3 separate regions of the Mus musculus genome follow, and all the other regions are linked to region 1. Evidence: chromatin contacts called from public promoter capture Hi-C data. All regions are on one chromosome and are shown on one strand. Each heading gives the region's core, a stretch centred on a gene start, on an enhancer-like site or on the middle of the called end of the contact. The rest is flanking DNA. Distances are from core to core; before and after follow the strand shown.

Region 1 (4,030 bases), core at 396-2,895:
TGAAATGGGTGAAAGAAAACTGAACAAGAAAAGCACCTTCCCATCCCCCATCTCCTCTCATCCCTCCCCAAAAGAGCCGTGTTTGTCTGTGCAAACCTAGCCCCAAATATGGGAGAGAGAGAATGGATATCTGTATGGAAGAACAATGAGCCCTCTGCCTGGTTGTGTGTGTGTGTGTGTGTGTGTGTGTGTGGTGTGTCTGTGTCTCTGTGTGTGTCTGCTTCTGCCTCTGCCTCTTCCCTTCGACCTCAACAACAGAGAAAACTGGAAGGCAGGCTTTCACCCAGACTAGGCCATCAAAATCAAAAACGGTTTGCAATTTAGAGTGGAATTAACTCAGCAAGCAAATCCATGGAAGGAAATATCTCGCCAAAGATGATTTTATTATTGTATAGATAATCCTCTCCCTCCCCTCCCCCATCAGACTGAGACTAAAGAAACCAGTGTACACCAGACAAAAAGGTCTCTCTTTAAATGGAAAGCAATTATAAAAGCTATTTGAAATCTAACCTAGGATGTATTATTCATTTGAGCTGCACTAAATGTCTGTTTTGTAATCCACCAAGCTCACACTCACTAGTTAATCTGTTTTGTTTTGTTTAGTCTTAAGAATTGCTTTGCAGAAGGCTATTTCAAGATTCATACAAAACTACTTTTTCAGAGCCACCTTAAAATAGCAGCACATACTGAAACATTTAAAGCACCCAGTTTCTCAAGGGCACATTCTGCTGAAATCAATGTTTGAAGTCTGTAATCAAAAAAAAAAAAAAAAGTAAGCAAACCTTGGAAAAGAGACAGAGGATAATGACTATTCAACAATGAATCATTTTATTTTCATTTCAACAACTTCTCAAGCGAACAGTTTCAAAGGAAACCTGCAATACTCCCTCAACACAACACACACCCCATTCGATGTAAAACTACCTTCTTCCCATAACCCTAAAAAAATATAAAGAAAGAAAGAAGGCACCCTCCTTCAGACAGCAGAACTTAAAATCATGACAGAATTCTACGCCGCTCCAAGTGGTATTTGGTTCCCTAATTTTGGAATCACAGAGCCTGAGAAGAGAGACACAAAGGAGGAGTCTTCCTCCTAATGTGAAATGAGACTTTAATGAGTCCGTTCCCAGACCCCCACATTCACAAATATCCAAGAAATGCACAGCTTCGGGTCCTTCCCTCTCACAGTTGAGCTGCTCAGCTAGTGGCGTGTAACAGTTTAACCTCAGACTAGTTCCAGAGCGTGCCTAAGAAGCCAAGAGAGAGCAGGGGTCAAGAAGCACGTAGTACAGTCACCTGGCTCGCACAGGACCAAAGGCAGCGTCCGGCCCATGGTTCCCCGAGGGCTCGCCTCCACTCTCACCCTTCGCATTCCGCCTCGGCTTTCCCGGCCGAGCCCCACCGCCCACCCAGAGCACTCCGACCCCAGAAAGAGGGGCCGAGGAGGGGCGCCCGCGGCGCGGCGCTGACAACTTGGACACTTACCTTCCCCTCGGGCGCTACACCATCAATGAGAGGGGTGGCGGCCGGGCTCCGGGGAAAGTGCAGGGACCGGGAGGGAGGCCGCGGGGGCCGGCGGCGGACCGAGGGCGGTGGGCGCGGGGCCGAAGGGGCCGGCCCGCGGGGATGCGACACCGGGGGGCTGCGGGGCTTCCCTGCCGGGACTTCGACCTCCTCGGGTGGGCCAAGCCTTCAGCAGTGGGAGCCCAGGACCATGTCTGGTTTTGTGGATTTTTTTTTCCCAGAGGGCGAGTGGCTCCCACCGGAGGATGGTAGGGTTTTTTTTTTTTTTTCCTACCCCTCAACTAGGAGAGAAAATGAGGCGGAAACAAGGTGGGGAGCGCGTGAGGGGACGAGGCGCGGGGAAGGAGGCGGGGACCGAGGCCCGGCGGGGCGAGAGGCTGCGGAGCGCGGGGGGCGGCTCGCGAGCGTCTGTGGGAGCAGCGGCACCTCCGCGATGGTGGCGGAGCCGCGGGGCTGCTGCGCCGACCCGCCGCCCACTCCGCGCTCGGGCCCGGCCCACCTCGCAGTATCGACCATCACCATTGGTCTGTCTCTTCGTGACGTCAGTAGAGGACGGGCCAATAGGAGGCGGAAGGCGGGCCTGGGGGCGGGATGTTTGCTCCAGCTCGCTCTTCCATTTTCTTTTTTTTTTTTTTTTTTCTTTTTTTCCTCCTTTTTTTTCTTCTCTCTCTCTTTTTTTTTTTTTTTCTTCCTTTTTAATAAAATGAGCAGAAGGCAAGGCAAGGGGAGAGGCCAGGCTTTGGTGGCGGCGCGGCCGAGCCCTTAGTGCACGCTCCGGGCGGCGGCCGGAACCTGGGAGATGGGCTCCCCGCCCCAGGCGCGGCTTTGTGCTTGGTCCGCCCTGCTCGGCCACAGGCAGAGCTCCCAGCGGCCAGCCCTGTACTGACCCTCGGGATGGTCTACCTCAAGCGGGTCGGTCTTAGGGGTGGGCTTGGCGACTGTCCCCTTGCTCTTATTATTACCAGAGCCATAATTGCTTATTTCATTTAAGAGACAGATTCCTATTCCTTGAGGTTCAAGGGGAGCTACAGAGTGGATTCGAAGTTATTTGTTCTGATGGGTAGTTCATAATGTTTTAAAAATAATGTTTGACCGAAACTGAAGTGAAAAAAAAAAAAGAAAAGAAAATGTGAATTGGTGAATTGTGCTGCTTATTGATGAGAATAATAAAAGGCCTCATTAAGTAATAAAGAACAGGGCTCAACTGCTCTTTGCAGAAGACCCCACTTCGGTTACCAGCACCCACATCAGGCTGCTAAAGCTGCCTGTAACTACAGCTCTGAGAAATCCAACACTCCTCTAGCCTCCATGTGCACAAACCTACACACACACACACACACATATGACTTTAAAAAAAAATAGTAATAAAGAACAGACCATTACGACGGAGAGTCTTTTAAAGAGAGCAGTAGCTGTGCCCTGTTGGGGGAGGGGAGGCGTAGACTAGTTTCACCAAGGCCTGGTGGCTCTTACCTGTTATCTTAACACTAGAGAGCCAGAGGCAAGAAGATCTTAATTAAAGGTTAAGGCCCACCTGGTCTACAGTGTGAGTTGCAGGCCAGTCAGAGCTACATTTGGAAACTCTGTCTTAAAAATGCCAACAAAAAAGGAAAGGAAAATCCAAGTATCACCTTTAAAAAATATTACTATATTCCCACTATGCTCAAAGACATTATCACCATGTGTACCACATACTATAAGCCTGAGCCAGGGCAAGCCAATGCTCCCATTCTACTTAATATAATTTATAGGATCGTGGGGTTTGGAATTTTAATTATAATTACCAGTTTTTGAAATGCATATCATGTTTATTGAGTTCTTTCACAGACTCTGGCATGAGTCCAGGGCGAATCATCAGCCTATTGTTAGTTTGTTAATATTCTGTAAATGCTTATTGGTGTCCTTAAACCATACACTCTTCTCAGAGGAGTTAAGGTCTGTATATAATAGAATAATTAAAGGATAGAGCTTGGCTTAAAATAATTCACCCATCTATTTCAAATAGAGGGATAATTTTCTCTTTGGAGTGTCTATTCAGATTATAATTCCCACATCCAAAAGTTCCTTTTAAAAATAATTTCAACTAGCAGATGTCATTGAACTGTACGGCCCAAGAGATCTGAAAGGAAATGGGGTCTTTTTTTAATTTAACATTTTTTTTCTTCATAAGGGGTATATGCATGCTACAGTGATCCCAGGAAGGCTTTTGGGGGTCTTGGGTCTCTCTAGTCCACTCTCCACGGACTCCAGGTTTGCAGTTCAGGCAGTTAAGCTTGGCAGTAAGAGCCTTTTTACCTGCTGAGTCTCCAAGGCCCACAACTAAGCCTTACCACTTACTACCTTTCAACAAGAAAAAACTCTTCCCTTTCAAATAAAATGAGAACTTGGGAATAAAGAGCTGGCTCGATGTCTAATAATGTTTGCTGCTTGCTCTCCCAGAGGTCTGAAGTGCAATTCCCAGCATCCATGCAGGGCAGCTCACAAGTGCAGCAACGTCAGCCGCTGG
Region 2 (4,030 bases), core at 694-3,193, 1.7 Mb before region 1:
TAAAAAACAAAAAGCATATTTTTTTCCCCACAATACAGCCCAAAGTATTTGCCACTGTTACACTGGGTGTCCCAGCTCTGCTGGTGGTGCCCAGTCCAGTAACAGTCCACAGAAGACACTGTCCTTGGGCCCTGTGTGCTGTTCTTCAGATAATGGGTGAAAAGAATGGGCATTCTGCCTTCCATACAGGTTCCTGGGGCAAGGCAAGGTCTGAGTGCTAGAGCACCAGCTTGCAGAGTTTCAGAGGTGTGAACCAGAGCCCTGGTCTGAGTGAGGGCTGGCTCAGCTCCTGGACACTGGTGGTCCTGGGGCAGAGGGAAAGGAGGAAGAGGGCGTTGGCTCTCAAACCAGCATCTCCAGTGCTCATTCTTTCTCCGTAGTGTTTCCTACCCAGTTGTCACGCGTATTCTTTGTTAGCCTGAGACAGAGCAGAGTGGCCAGTGTGTCACCTTTCTTCCCCTTCCTGGAGTACCTTTGTAAGGTCACAGGCATTCTCCCACATTGTCTTAAGCACCAAAGGAGCTCAGAGTGTAGACTGTAACTTGGCAAATCAGAGCCTTTTTTTAAAAAAAAAAATAATAGCATCTTTCTCACTCACCCAGTTTAACTTTCTTTCTTTTTTTAAATCCTGTTGCTCATATTAAAGTAGAAGTACTGCTGAGCTCTGTAGATTGTGCAGACCTCAAGGGGAGAGCTCTTCTAAAGAGAAGCTGTGATAGAAACAGTCTTGCCCCCAGGCTATTGTGTGGCTCTGATGGGACAAATACCCAGGACAAGTTAGAGGAATTTGCCAAAGACCTGCCCCATGACAGTTGTTGTCCAGTGTCTTCACCCTGAGAATAACCAAAGTTGCAGTAGTTTTTTTTTCTTTTTAAGTGCATTTAAGAATATGTGTGGTTTTGTTGTGGAACAGTGGAGCTGGCCATTATTACATGTGCTCAGAGATCAATGCCTCTGGAATACATTTGACATCTGTTTGTGTTTGCTTGCTTTGTTTTTAAGGGGATCTTTCCCTGTGGGTGGTGTCAGAATTTGGACACCTTGGTTTGGGGGTAGGTTGAGCTGGGCAGCTGCAATCAGCTTGTTTATGCAAACTGGGCGTGAGCCTCTCTGGGCTCCTGGTTGATGGCTAATGCTGGGAGGGAAGGGTCAGCCCCAAGTAGACCCTTCCCGTGGGCTTTGGCCAGGCCAGACACAACATCGTTTACATGTTCTGTGTAATTATAAAGTTTATGTGTATAAAGCAAGCTGTTTCTGTGAAACTGTATATTTTGTAAATAAAGATATTGCTACTTTGAGGTCTGTGCCTCCTTAGGTGTCCTGTGCTGAAAAAGGCTGTGGGTCTCCCCAGTTGCTTGTCAGATGGCGGATCTGGCAGAGCTGAACTGATGATGAAAAGGGACCATGACCCCTGCTCCACTTATCCAGTTAGCTCTCAAACCCAGTGTGCACTTTTGAAAGGCTTCCCTTTCCCTCAATTCCTGTCACACTTGTCTGTTCAGGTGTGCCGGCCACCCCTACCCTCTACCCCGCACTTGTCTGAGCTTTCAAAGCCACAGCCATTAGGGCCCTTTGAAGTTCGGACTGGTGAGGTGAGTCCAGTGCTAGGCATCTTCTGTCTGTATAGTGACCAGCTGGGTACCTCCCTTGGGATCCAAACCTTGTCTGAAGCTGAGATGAATGAAGTGTGAGTTCAAGGCCAGGCAGGCTCTGTACCTGTCTGTAACGGACAAACCCAGCCCTGCAAGCCAGAAACTTAGCTGAGTTAGGAGTCGACGCTTTTTTAGTCCAGGTTTCCAAAGTTGTTTACTTGGGCACAAGTTGTAGGAGGTATTCCTCAGCTCTAACTTCTTTAGGGAGCAGAGCAAGTCCTGCTCTGGCGCCCCGAGCCTGCGGACCCCGCCCCTCAGGCTCCGCCCCCCGAGGCCGCCGAGCCGCCATCTTTTTTAGGGGCAGTGGGCCCATCTCCGAGATGCCGAAGTCTTGCGCGGCCCGGCAATGCTGCAACCGCTACAGCAGCCGCAGGAAGCAGCTCACCTTCCACCGGTGAGGGATGGGGAAGCCGGGACCCGACCCTACGGAACGCTCGCGGGTCTCGGTGCACTGGGCGGGAGCTCCGGGAGGCCCAGGCCAGGGTTTGCAGGCGAGGTGGACCGGGACTGCGTAGAGGGGCCGGGCCGGGCGCGGGCGATGCTCCTGCGCGCGGCCTCACAGCCTGACCCCGCCGCCCCCTCCTCGCCTGGAAGCAGTAGGTGCTCAGTGCAAACTAGATGGGCGTGAGTGGCACCTGGCCGTGTCCCTGCTCTGGCCCCTTGCGCCTGCGTCACCTCGCGGGAGGCCTGGAGGAATGAGTGCTCCCAGGATGGCCGGGCCTCATGGCAGGGATTTCGGCTGTGGGAAGGTGGGAGATCCCCGGTTCTGCAGCCCTGGGACCCCTTTTCCCCAGCAAGACTCGTGCTGAGCCCTTTCTAGGGAAGCACCCTTCAACTGCTCCGGCTTCGAGCGATGTCTGTGCCTTCAGGGCTCAGTTCCTGGCAGCCCGCACCCTGTACACTTTGAATGTTTCTGCTGAAGAGTAGCAACCATAGAAAAATACACACATCAGTTGGCAGCCCACAGACGTCTCCGCTGGCATCCACTTACAGTCTTTTCTCCCACCAGCCCACAGGGATAGCTTGCATGTGGGCTGCGTGGCTGTGGCGAGGTTTGAACCTTAAGAAATGGAATCTCTCTCTCTCTTCCTTCCGGGCCCTGCGAGAGTCATCCTTGCCCCACAAGCACTATTCTGCATAGTATTCCATTGACCACGAGCCAGGATGTGTGCTCTGCATGGAAGGGCCTCCGGGTGGCTGCATGGGTAGTTATCAGGTATCTGAGTTGCCAGAAACTCGGGGGAACACTCACCTCTGCCCGCTCTCATTCTTTGTTTTTAAGTTAAATTCATTTGTGTGTAGAAGAATCCTCCACCCTCTTGCCATGTCTCCCATGGGATGGATGGTCAGAGGACAGTTTCTTTCCTGTTTTGTGGGGCCACAGGGATTTTGCCAGGTGTCTTATCTATTTTAATAGCCACCTCCTCCATTGAGACCAGGCCCTTTTCTGTAGTTCTGACTGAAGTCAGTGAATAGAGCTATGTACCCAAAACTGGCTTTGAACACTCAAAAAAAAAAAAAAAAAAAAAAAACACCCCCTCCCTTAATGCATGCTGGCATCCTGTCTGGGAGACTTTTATATTTTACTTTGTGTTGGAGATGGAGCTCAGGCCTTCCAGAGTAGTGGGTAGGCAGGTGCTCTACACACCTTGACTTTTTTTTTGGTTTTGTTTTTTCGAGACAGGGTTTCTCTGTGTAGCCCTGGCTGTCCTGGAACTCACTCTGTAGACCAGGCTGGCCTCGAACTCAGAAATCCACCTGCCTTTGCCTTCTGAGTACTGGGATTAAAGGCATGAGCCACCACGCCTGGCCACACCTCCGAATTTTTAAACTTTTTTGTTTTGTTTTTCAAGATAGGATTTCTCTGTGTAGACCAGGCTGACCTTGAACTCACAGAGATCTGCCAGCCTCTGCCTCCAGAGTGTTGAGATTAAAGGCGTGTGCCACCACTTAAGTGTTTATGGCACAATCACCACATGTCCTGGTAGGCTTCCTGAGGACAGTTTAGATCTGTGTGTACCCCGTGCTTTGACATCTCTCCTGTGCCCTCCCGTCTGCCTTCTGACTCTATCCTTGCTTCAGGCTAGTGTTGCTTCTGTTAATTCGAGAGGGCTGGTCTTGTGTAGCCCAGGCTGGCTTATGAACTGGACCCTTCCAGGTATCCACCACTGTGCCCCACCCAGGTCTTGCTTATAGGTCTGTGTCATCTATCCGGCTTTGTCTTAAAAGAACTCTCAATAGCTTTTGACTAGGCAGTTCTCTTCCCACTCCCTGGGCGCATCCTGACCTTTGTCCCACATCTCCCCCGTCAGTCTCCATCCCAGAGTCCTCTCTACTTCCTACACTGAGTGCTGGCATGCTCAAGATGGAGCCGTTCA
Region 3 (4,030 bases), core at 589-3,088, 1.7 Mb before region 1:
CTGGCAAATGGGTAAAGAATGGCGGCTCAATTGCTAACAACCCAGACTAGTCAGAACTCAGAGATTTAAAAGGAAAGAAAACAGCAAACCCATCTCAGAAAGGTCGGTTCCTTTTACCACTCTGCTTCTTCAAGAACCAGGAAATGTCTGGGCCTTGTGCCTCTGGCCTTTATTCCTAGCATTTGAGTGGCAGAGGCAGCCAGATCGCTGCGAGTTCAAGGCTAGCCTGGTCTACACAGTGAGTTCTTGCCAGCACTACACTGTGTCAGGCCCTGTGGCAGAAAAAAAACAAACAAAAACAAAACAACTCAGGGGAAAACCTACAGTTTCATTCAACTGCTAACCTGGAAGTCCAGGAAACGTTTCCTGGAGGAGTTTCTGTGGTAAGCAGTGGCTGATACAGGGCACAGTATAGAGACAAAGAGCTTTGCTGTATGTGGAATGGTAAACTGAGGCAGTAGAGTTCAAGAGCTGGGTTTCTGGAGTTAGACTGCCCAGGGACGAATTGCACCTGTTTGTTCCCTCGATTATAATTACTGGATTGAATATATATATACACATGTATATATGTATACATACATATATACACACATATGTATGTACACACACACACATATATATGTATACATACATATATACTCATTCATACTGGATTGTTATGAGAGCGCCTATCACAATTTAAAGAGACACTGAGTCAGTTCTTTCAGCAGGTGGCTGTGCAGAAAACACTCAGAAAGATATTGGTTATTAGCACACAGACCAACTTTTACTGGCAACTGGGTTAGCTTTGCTGAGGCTAGCACAATTCCCTTACTTTTGATCTTTACCAGAAACCCTAAAAGACAGGATTGGGACTTGTGTGGAAGGACTGACAACTTGGACCCAGCAGCCACAGACCTCTCGAATGCCTTTCGTGACCTGACCTTGGAAGCCTTTCCGGGAACCCTTCTCTGACGGAGCTCAAGTGCGGACTAGCCATAGAGAACAAGAACGTATGCGAGGTATACACGTGCCAGACAGTGCGGACCTCAAGGGTGACTTTTTATTCTCGAGGAGACCGCGTGAATCCACTGGCAAGCACTGGATGCTGAAGTGCGGTCAGAGCGCCGGTGCGTCTCTGGCCTAGCACTTCTTGCTCATCCACGGCCCCCGAGTCGAGGCTGGAGAGGTCTTGCTCTCTGATTTCTGGGCAAAGGCTCAAGGGATCGGAGGAGGACACGAACGCCAGCCTGGGAGGGTAGCCTCTGCTTCGGAAGCACCAGCGATTGAGGGTCCGACCGAACCCTGGAGAGGCTCCCTGTGGCCTTGACCTTGCTGTCCAGGGCTGCGATCGCCCAGCTCCTGGCTCAGGCTGATGACCCTACCCTCTAGCCTAGGGTAGGAGTATGTAGGGGAAGCGTGGGACCTGGTTCCCCACTGCAGCGGCTGCCCCGGGGTCCTCGTCCCCCTTCCGGCAAGTACGTGGGTCCGGGTCCGGGCCAGGCCTGGGCACGGTGCACGCCATGCACGGGTCGCGGAGCGCCAGGCAGACGCTGGACCCGCGCCGGGGCGCGAGGGTCGCGGCGGTGCGGGCAGCTCGACGGCTGGCAGGCGCACACGGCGGCGGGGTCACGCGGCCTCCGGGCCGGGCCGTGGCCTTGCCGGGGCGGCTGCGGGGCCAGAGCCGCCCGTCCGACCGTCCAGAACCACCGAGCCGGGCCTCAGCCTCGCCGACGCCACGCCGCGGGCCTCACCTCCCTGCGCACGTTCAGCAGTGAGTAATAGTCTTCATTGTCCAGCTCCTCCTCGCTCAAGGCCGTCGCCATCTTCGCAACCTTTCACCCCGCCAAACCGGCGAGGCCGTGGTTAAGAGGGTCCGGCGCTGCGTAGCGCTTCCCGCGCGCCTCCCGCCCACGTCACAGCGGCCCCTGGCGGCCCGGAGCCGCACAGCAGCCCTTGGGACGCGCCTGCGCACTGCGCCCCCGCGCGGCCGAGGCCGGAAGCTGGGAGGTGTATATGTATACCAGCCTCTCGTGTGTGTGTGTGTGTGTGTGTGTGTGTGTGTGTGTGTGTGTGTGTGTGTGCAGTCTGTGTGTGTGTGTGTGTGTGTGTGTGTGTGAAACCTGTGTATGTGTGTACCAGCATGTGTGGGTGTGTACACAAGCATGTGTGTGTGTACGAGTGTGTGGTGTTTGTGTATGAGTGGATGCATGGGATGTGTGTATGAGGGTGTAAGGTGTACGTGAGAGTGTTGTGTGTAAGTGTGTGTGTGTGTGTGTGTGTGTGTGTAAGCGTGTGTGGGGTTTGTGAGAGTGTGATGAGGGTATGAGTGGGGTGGGGTGTATGAGTGGGGGTGTCCCGTGTGTTTAAGTGGGGGTGTGGTGTGTGTGTATGAGAGTGTGGGATGTGTGAGAGTGTGGGATATGTGTGTGTGTGTGTGTGTGTGTATGAGCACGTATGGGGTTTGTGAGAGTGTGGTGGGGGTGTGAGTGGGGTTGTGGTGTATGTGTGGGGTTGTGGATGTGTGTTTATAAATGTGTGTTCAAGTGTGGGTCAGTGTATGTGTGTGAGTGGGGGTGTGGGTGTGAGTGGACATATTGTGTGTGTGTTTACGGCTGTGAAAGTGATGGGGTTATGTGGTGTGTGTGTATCTGTATGGGCAGGGTTAGTATTCAACAGGGCCGCACCACACTCATAAGACCCTTATGGCCCAGGTTCTGGGTGGCGGCGAACCCGGGATGGCTGAGCTCCTTCCCCTGTTTTGGAGTCTGTTGTAAAGCCACCCTGAGCCCAGGCACGCATCTCTCCCGGGGCCCACCCACAAGGGAAGCCGCTGGTGGACCCACTTGCTGACTTATGTGTGCTCAGGAAACCTTCAAAGTGGTTACCTACACCCTTTGTGGTCCACAGAGGCTGCCTTATCTTCTGTTTCTGTCATGTTTTGTCTTTTCTTAACCATTGCCCTGAATGTAGGAGCACCTGGCCTTTTTTTTTTTTTTTTTTTTCCCTGCCGCATAAATGAGGAGGCAATATCCATTTGGTTCTTAATTGCGTCTGGCGTGCATATATACCTGTGGTTCCTACCTCAGAGCCATTCTGCTGGAAATTTCTCCTGTATAATTTAGCAGTGGAGTCTAATTGATTTCAACCTGGTGCCTGCTGTTTGGTGCCTTATTAAAAACGTCTTGGTTACAATAATCTAAATATTTTAAGTGTCTTTGAAATTATGTTATCAAGTGGTGGGCAGCAGCGTAGGCCCCTCCACCTGTTGGTTCACATGACCTGAGTCTTTTCTCAGGGGTCCTTGTTGTTCCTCCACACAGCCATCCGCTTGCCCGTCATAAGCTGGTATCCTGGGAGACCCCGACACCTGTCTGCAGATAGGAGAGGTTGATTTCTTTCTCATCCTAATTCTTGGCCAGATGTGCGCCATCTGGGCCTGTGTCACGTCCCTTCCAAGGTGCTCACTCCTCTTAGGATCTTTTGGCGGGAGACATCTAGGTGTGTGGAGTCAGCCTGCAGTAGGCTGTTGACCCAGGTTGTAAATTAGCAGCTTTTTATTATTTTGTTAAAGCATGGTAGGCCTCCCTACACGACGGCATCCACAGCCATGCCCCGTCAGCTCTCCTCCTGCAGGTTTATAGACTTTTCTTCTCTCCCTTCCTTCGCAGAGCTGTGGTTAGGGCTAAACTACCTGCTGACATTTTCTGGTTTTTGAAATTTCATGCGCGTGCAAGGGGTGCGGCTCTCTCTCTCTCTCTCTCTCTCTCTCTCTCTCTCTCTGTGTGTGTGTGTGTGTGTGTGTGTGTGTCTACAGTGTTGAGATGTCTCAATTTTCCTTAGGTTTGTAGATATTAACTGGCCTGCAGTGCTCACTTGGGCAGAGAAATCCTTGCAGTACCTCCTTTGCTTGGGAAAGGAAACACAGCTGGTAGATGTTACGTAAGTGGAACATGAGGCGTGTTTCCCGACGCCCAGGTCTGTGTTTCTGTGATTGAGAATGGCCTGGTTTTTATCACCACTCAGACAAAATAAATAACAACTCAGGGAT

Evidence for each region. Promoter capture Hi-C pulls out the DNA fragments that hold promoters and counts their contacts.
Region 2: a contact with region 1 is called in a promoter capture Hi-C map of pre-B cells, with 2.7 times the contacts expected there. The contact joins the promoter of Thap3 here to the promoter of Rere in region 1.
Region 3: a promoter capture Hi-C map of hippocampal neurons shows a contact between it and region 1, with 3 times the contacts expected there. The contact joins the promoter of Dnajc11 here to the promoter of Rere in region 1. A contact is called at or near these places in 2 of 39 promoter capture datasets (cranial neural crest and hippocampal neurons).

The regions. Positions count from the first base shown.
Region 1 is chr4:150,279,531-150,283,560 of GRCm38.p6, reverse strand. It overlaps Rere (arginine glutamic acid dipeptide (RE) repeats), which reads right to left and starts at 1,645. Exons shown (of 23, transcript NM_001085492.1): 1 at 1,486-1,645.
Region 2 is chr4:151,986,899-151,990,928 of GRCm38.p6, reverse strand. Thap3 (THAP domain containing, apoptosis associated protein 3) reads left to right here and starts at 1,943. Exons shown (of 4, transcript NM_175152.4): 1 at 1,943-2,046. The coding sequence starts at 1,973. It overlaps Phf13 (PHD finger protein 13), which reads left to right. Exons shown (of 4, transcript NM_172705.2): 4 at 1-1,298.
Region 3 is chr4:151,931,528-151,935,557 of GRCm38.p6, reverse strand. Dnajc11 (DnaJ heat shock protein family (Hsp40) member C11) reads right to left here and starts at 1,838. Exons shown (of 16, transcript NM_172704.3): 1 at 1,734-1,838. The coding sequence starts at 1,805.